2 separate regions of the Mus musculus genome follow, and region 2 is linked to region 1. The links are chromatin contacts, called in public HiChIP or PLAC-seq maps. All regions are on one chromosome and are shown on one strand. Each heading gives the region's core, a stretch centred on a gene start, on an enhancer-like site or on the middle of the called end of the contact. The rest is flanking DNA. Distances are from core to core; before and after follow the strand shown.

Evidence for each region. HiChIP or PLAC-seq counts read pairs in DNA pulled down with a chosen protein or histone mark.
Region 2: a contact with region 1 is called in a CTCF HiChIP or PLAC-seq map of CD8 T cells, with 9 read pairs. The contact joins two enhancer-like sites. A contact is called at or near these places in 1 of 15 datasets of contacts at CTCF or cohesin (CD8 T cells), 3 of 484 Hi-C or Micro-C datasets (cerebellar granule neurons, cerebellum and memory CD8 T cells), 2 of 115 datasets of contacts at active chromatin or transcription factors (CD8 T cells and effector CD8 T cells) and 2 of 9 other capture datasets (adipose tissue and liver).

What each region holds. Positions count from the first base shown.
Region 1 is chr5:113,538,181-113,541,202 of GRCm38.p6, reverse strand. All of the region lies in intron 1 of Wscd2 (WSC domain containing 2), which reads right to left. All of the region lies in intron 2 of Gm52822 (a long non-coding RNA gene), which reads left to right. Among named protein-coding and RNA genes, the nearest start is that of Gm52822, 4.4 kb to the left of the region's middle. Within about 2 kb of position 1,427, at least 36 of the 459 cell types and tissues checked have an H3K27ac peak or open chromatin away from gene starts, as enhancers often do. A contact at or near this core is called in CD8 T cells, effector CD8 T cells and memory CD8 T cells, where this site is marked.
Region 2 is chr5:113,671,152-113,674,173 of GRCm38.p6, reverse strand. No RefSeq gene overlaps it. Among named protein-coding and RNA genes, the nearest start is that of Gm52823, 22 kb to the right of the region's middle. Within about 2 kb of position 1,578, at least 75 of the 459 cell types and tissues checked have an H3K27ac peak or open chromatin away from gene starts, as enhancers often do. A contact at or near this core is called in CD8 T cells, effector CD8 T cells and memory CD8 T cells, where this site is marked.

The sequences.
Region 1 (3,022 bases), core at 178-2,677:
AGCTTCCCACCACTGGCTCTGTTTTGGGGTTCAATGCTGGGCTTCCCATTTGCAGGACCTTGTAGTAGGGTGGCCAGAGTCTACCGAGTGGCAGTGGGTTCTCTGACTGGGACAGTTAGATCCTGCTTCTTTCTGTGTCGAGGTCAATGCTCCCCAGAGAGACAGTCATGCCTCAGTGCCTTCCAGGAGGCTGGGGAGAAAGACACACCCGTGAAGTATATATTTCCAGTCATCTCCAAATTGCTCAGCAATTACAGAACACCACAGAAGCCACGGGAGGCAGGAGCATCCCTGTGGGCCGAGACATAGCTGGGCAGAAAAGACCTCACCAGCCAGGGAATGGGTTAGAAGTGAGTTCATGGTTCTTTTTTTGTTTTGTTTTGTTTTGTTTTGTTTTTTCTTTTCCTCTCCCTAAGTTGTGCTTTGAAAAACTCAAGGAAGTATATGAGGGTTCTTGAAAATGATTTGATATTCTGTGTCACAGCACACACATGGAGGTCACAGGACACCTCGAGCAAGTTGGTTCTCTCCTTTCGTCATGTGCTCTCTGGAGATCAGAGTGAGACCTGCCCAGGTTTGGCATAGAGTGCCCTTATCAGCTAATCTATCTCCCCAGCCTCCCCAGACTTGTTACCAGTCAGACTTGAGTTTGGATCTTGGTGCTCACATAAGACAGAACAAGGAACATGGGGTCATTTAAGGCATTGGGGCTGCAAGTTCTTAGGCGTAACACGGGGTGAGAGTACCAATCCCCTCCCAACTCCTTAGTTGTTGAGAGGGCTGGTTGACATAGCAGGGACTATGCACATTACGGTGGGGGGAGGGGCAGCTGGACACCTTGCCTGGACTGCAGGACGTAGCTAAGATAGCCACAGCAGGAAGGCAGGACAGAGGTGCCTTGTCTCTCTCCAATCTTGATAGCCCATGGCCACCCCGTGGCCCTATAGCCCAAGGGCTCAGAGAGAGGTAAGGCTGGGTCAGAAGGGAGAACTGGGGGAGGCTCCTACTTATCAGTTTATTTGAAAAGGGGAAAAAAAAAAGCCATCCATTTCCAGTCCCAGCATTAATAAGCCGCTGTTGAACACGTCTTAAATTTAAATTTAGACAAACGTTCCCCCACACAAACACTCATCGCCCACACACCCCCAAGAATAAATCCACCCGGTGAAGGGGAGATGTCTATGTGGTTACATCCCAGGGGCTGGGAGCTGGGGTGTGCAGGAGTTACCTGGGGACAGGGAAAGTGCCTCTGTGTCTTTGTTGGTGGCCTTAGACGCTCCTGTCAGGAGAGCACTGGTCAGGGACTCTGACCGATCCTTCCAGGAGCACTGGACAGGGAGTCTGCCCCGCAGGGCTGGGCCAATTGAGGGGAAGGCCAATGCTCCAAAGTTAGTGGGTGGAACTGACTTCCTGTCTCAAATGCTGCCTGCCTCTCAGAGTCATTTCCTGCCTACAAAGGAAGTGGTCTCACACCTACTTCTATAGGTTTGCCCACGACCCACAGTCAGCATGGCTTTGCACCCAGAAAAGCCTTGCCTGGGTCAGTGTCCTGTTGAGGCTTCTTGTAAATTGCTAGGAGAGTGATTCTGTTGCAAGAAGAAATGGGCACCATCATTTCACACGGTCTTCTGAGAAATATCAGCTGCCCACAAGTAGTGGTGTGGGTAGGTGGAGGTTCTGTGCAGGGTACCTCAAGCTATGGTGACTTCCTCTTTTCTTTCTGTTTTGGCTTCAAGATCATTCTATAGCTGTGTGGCCTTGGCCAGGTAGATAGTGCTCTCTTCTCTTTTGGATCAAATACACACACACACACACACACACACACACAGACACACACACACACACATCATGTATACATATACATGTTTTCCAATAGTCAAACTACAGTTCATTCAATCAACAAACATCCCTTAGTACCAGCCTCATCTGCAGCCTAAAGTTGGCCACAGGGGACCAGCCTAAACTGGAGGCTGTTCTAGCAGGGAGGGCTCATCACCCCATGAACACCTACCTGCTTCACATCTGGGGAGAGTTTCTTCTCCCCTCAGGGATGTCTCCTGATCCCCCAAGACCCACTTTGGTCAGGGCAGCACACCCTGGCTTGTTCTCTCAGCACTGAGGGAGTGCCTGCTGTGGACCTCAAGAGGGTGTGGCCCCTGGCACCAGGAAGCTGGTGGCTTTATAGTTTCAGACTTGTGGTAGGTGTGGGTTTAGTCTCACCTTGCTTCAGCTTCCAGAACCTCAAAACACACAACTTCCAGCATTCAACATAAATCTGTAGGGCAGGTACTGCCCCCACCCTATCACATGGGTGAGAAACTGAAGCTTCCAAAGGTCAAGAGACGTGTTTAAGGTCATCAGTGCTGAGCCAAGGCTTTAGGCTTGTGTGCTGTGAGATACTGTCTCTCTCCCCTGTCTCTCTTTCTCTCTCTTGCCTTTCTCTCTGTCTCTGTGTGTGTGTGTGTGCACACGCGCGTGCGCACACGTGCACATGCTCCTTCTCCTGACACCCAGTCTCTTGTTTCCATAGGAACAGGCACTTAGGGATAAGTCTACTCTTTGTCTCTATGGGAGACTCTATTCAGGAAGCCTCATCTCCAGGACATCCTGGTGGGCTCTGAGAGCACACTATTTGTTTGTTTATTTGTTTGTTTTTTGAGACAGGGTTTCTCTGTGTAGCCCTGGCTGTCCTAGAACTCACTCTGTAGACCAGGCTGGCCTTGAACTCAGAAATTTGCCTGCCTCTGCCTCCTGAGTGCTGGGATTAAAGGCGTGCACCACCACGCCCAGCCGAGCACACTATTCTTAAAGGAAGCCTGGTGTTGGCTCTCGTCCCCAAGGCTAAGTTAAAGTCTAACACAGCAAGAGGGTCCCTAAAGCCTCCTTAGTCACAGGAAGACACCTCAGCTAAGTATTTGGCTCCATTTTTGAGTTTACATAATGTTTTTTTGTTTTGTTTGTTTTTAAAGAGGGTCTCAATATATAACCCAGGCTGGCCTTGAACCCTTCACCCCTGCTTCCT
Region 2 (3,022 bases), core at 329-2,828, 130 kb before region 1:
CCTCCCTCCCTCCCTCCCTCCCTCCCTCCCTCCCTCTCTCCCTCTCCCTCTTTATCTCTCTCTTTCTCTCTCTCCCTCCTTCCTTCCCTCCCTCCCTCTCTCCCTCCCTCTCTCTCCCTCTCTCTCCCTCCCTCTCTCTCTTCCTCTCTCTCTCTTTCTCTCTCTCTTTCTCTCTCTCCCTCCTTCCCTCCCTCCCTCCCTCCCTCCCTCTCTCTCTTCCTCTCTCTCTCTCTCTCTCTCTCTCTCTCTCTCTCTCTCTCCCTCCCTCCCTCCCTCCCTCCCTCCCTCCCTCCCTCTCTCCAGACTCTAGGACCAGGTGAGTTCTTTTCTGGGCCTGTTTCTCCAGGTGTCTGGGACAGTGGTTTATAATGTGGATTCTCTGAGGTTCTGTGGCTGCTTTGGGAGATAAGAACAGAGAGACATCTCAGACTGGGATTGTCACACTGTTTCTCTTCTTTATTGTTACATTGGGACTTTGAGAGAGATCTGGTTGGGGAATGATTTTGATTCCTTAGTATCTAACTTAACCAATTAGATTGGAAGTGTACCTCAGTGGGTAGAGTGCTTGCCCAGCATGGGTAAGGCTCTGGATTTGCATAACCAGGTGTGATGGTAGCATTTGGAGTTCAAGGCTACCCTCTGCTTTATACTGAGTTCAAGTTCAAAGGCCATCTTGGGTTACATGAAAACACAAAACCAAACAAAAACACACAGCAAAGTCCCCACTTAGGTAAGCTTTTGTGATGGTTAGAATGTGAAGTGTCTACAGGTTCATATGTCTGGCTGCTGTGTCTCCAGTTGGTGACACTGTTTGGGAGGCCGTGGAACTCCCAGGAGCTATGGCCTGGCTGATGGAGGTTGGTCACTGGGGAGTCACTGAAGGCGATTCCTCCTTCTCTAGTCTCCATCCAAGTCCTTCTTTCTCTTTATCAGATGGACCAACCGCCTGGTGTTCAGGCCACTTCAGGCTGAATCCCTCCCACAGCCATGCCACCGTGACTGGCTGAAATCTTCAGAGACCATGAGCTGAAAGCCAACTCTCCCTTTCTTCAGGAGCTTCCTCAAACATTCTGTCAAAGATCACAGAGGCGCCTCCCTCTCAGCTGTGGTGGCCATGGCTACACCTGTGGGAATGGGGAGGCATGAAGGAACTGGAGTGTCTGGAGAGCCTAAAGTAATGAGGGCTCAAGCGTCGATGTTTGTGTCTCGCTGGGATGCAGGCACATGGTGTCCTGAGGTGGGGTGAGGGAAAACTTGCTCTGAGAGGCTCCCGGGGGACTGCTGTGTCTGTCTGGCATATCTCAAGACAGGCCTGCCCAGTTGGATTTCACCACTGGCTTCCAGGCAGAGGCTTAGAGCTTGTTCCTTGGAGACAGGTCCAGCTGGAACCCCCAACTGGTCCTTGGCAGACCATTGGATGTGCGTGGACCCAGCACCCACCAGGCACCCTAGAGGGAATGTCCATCTGGGCTTGCTTAACTGTTTCCGGGAATCTCACAGAACAGAAGCAGAACCTGGGCGCACACACAGGAAGACGACATGAGTCACACACCATTTTGCAGTTCAGCCCACAGAAGGCCTGGGTGGGGTACATGCCTAGGACTTCCTCTCCAGTTCCTACGCGTGGTGGTTACATAGCCAACAGGACACAGGGGTTCAGCGTGTGGGAGAGAGAGCAGCATTGGAGTCCTGCCTTGCTGGCCTTAGTGTTTCCTCTGCAAGCCTCTATCTCTTGTGGAGATAGATGGAGATGACTGGTGGTCTCTAATGGCACATGGGAGGAGGCTCCACGTAGAAAACCTCTGAACTTCTACTTTACAAGTGAAGAAAGGGGACGAAAATGTAACTGTTTAAAAATGTTGGGATTATAATTGAGGTATTTGAGTCAATATCTATTTATTTTAGCACTGGGGTCTTGTTGTTCTCCCCACAACCCCACCCTGAAGGAGTGTGGGTCTGATTCTGTCCAAATTCCTGGCAGCTTTCTGCCTCTCAGTTCCCTGTTCCCACCCCTAGCAGGAAAGGGTTTCACTTTTTCCCAGGGAACATTAAACATCCTGCAGCCAGCCTGCCCACTGAGGTGAGCAGCCATCATTTATGCAGAAGTGTCTCTGGGAGTTTGTGATTTATTGGCGATGGGTCATCTGTGTTCTCTAGGTGGCTGATGGTTGTGCCATTACGTTTTCAGAGGTTAAGAGAATCCAGAGCTTCAGTGGACCCTGGGAGAGGATTTCTGGGGACAGGATCGGAGCACATTCATACTCACCTGGCAAGAACCCGGTCCCCAGGTTGGGGTTTTGTGAAGGTTACTGTGTGAGTGTTCCGTAGTTATCTGGGGAGGAGCCCTGCTCCCAGGAGGGGGAATGCCAGGGGTATCCCCATACTAGAAAGACCTACTGATTGGGGTTGCTGAGATGACTCAGTGGTGCCCTGTCCCATATAGTAGAGAGAACTGATTGTCACAAGTTGTTTTCTGCCCTCCACAGGCATGCATGGTATGCTTCTGTATGTGCGCGCGCACACACACACACACACACACACACACACACACACACACACACACAGATGCAGACATACACCCAGATATATACACACAGACACATACATCCACACACACATGCACACAGACACATACACAGATACACACACACACAGAGACACGCACACATGCACACACATATGCATGCATACACAGTTATGCACACACACACATGATAAATATTGAAACATTAGGAAACAATTGTTTAATTGGAGTGTTGGATTGGCGACTGCTAGAAGATGACGTCTTTGGAATCAGGCAGCCATGACTTACCCATTAAGAAACTGACTGGGTTAGAATACACACACACACACACACACACACACACACACACAAATATACACACACACACACAAATATACACACACAAACATACACAAACACATACAAACATACAGAAACACACATACACATGCACACACTCATGCACACACACACACACACACACACACACACACATACACACATACAGAAACACACACA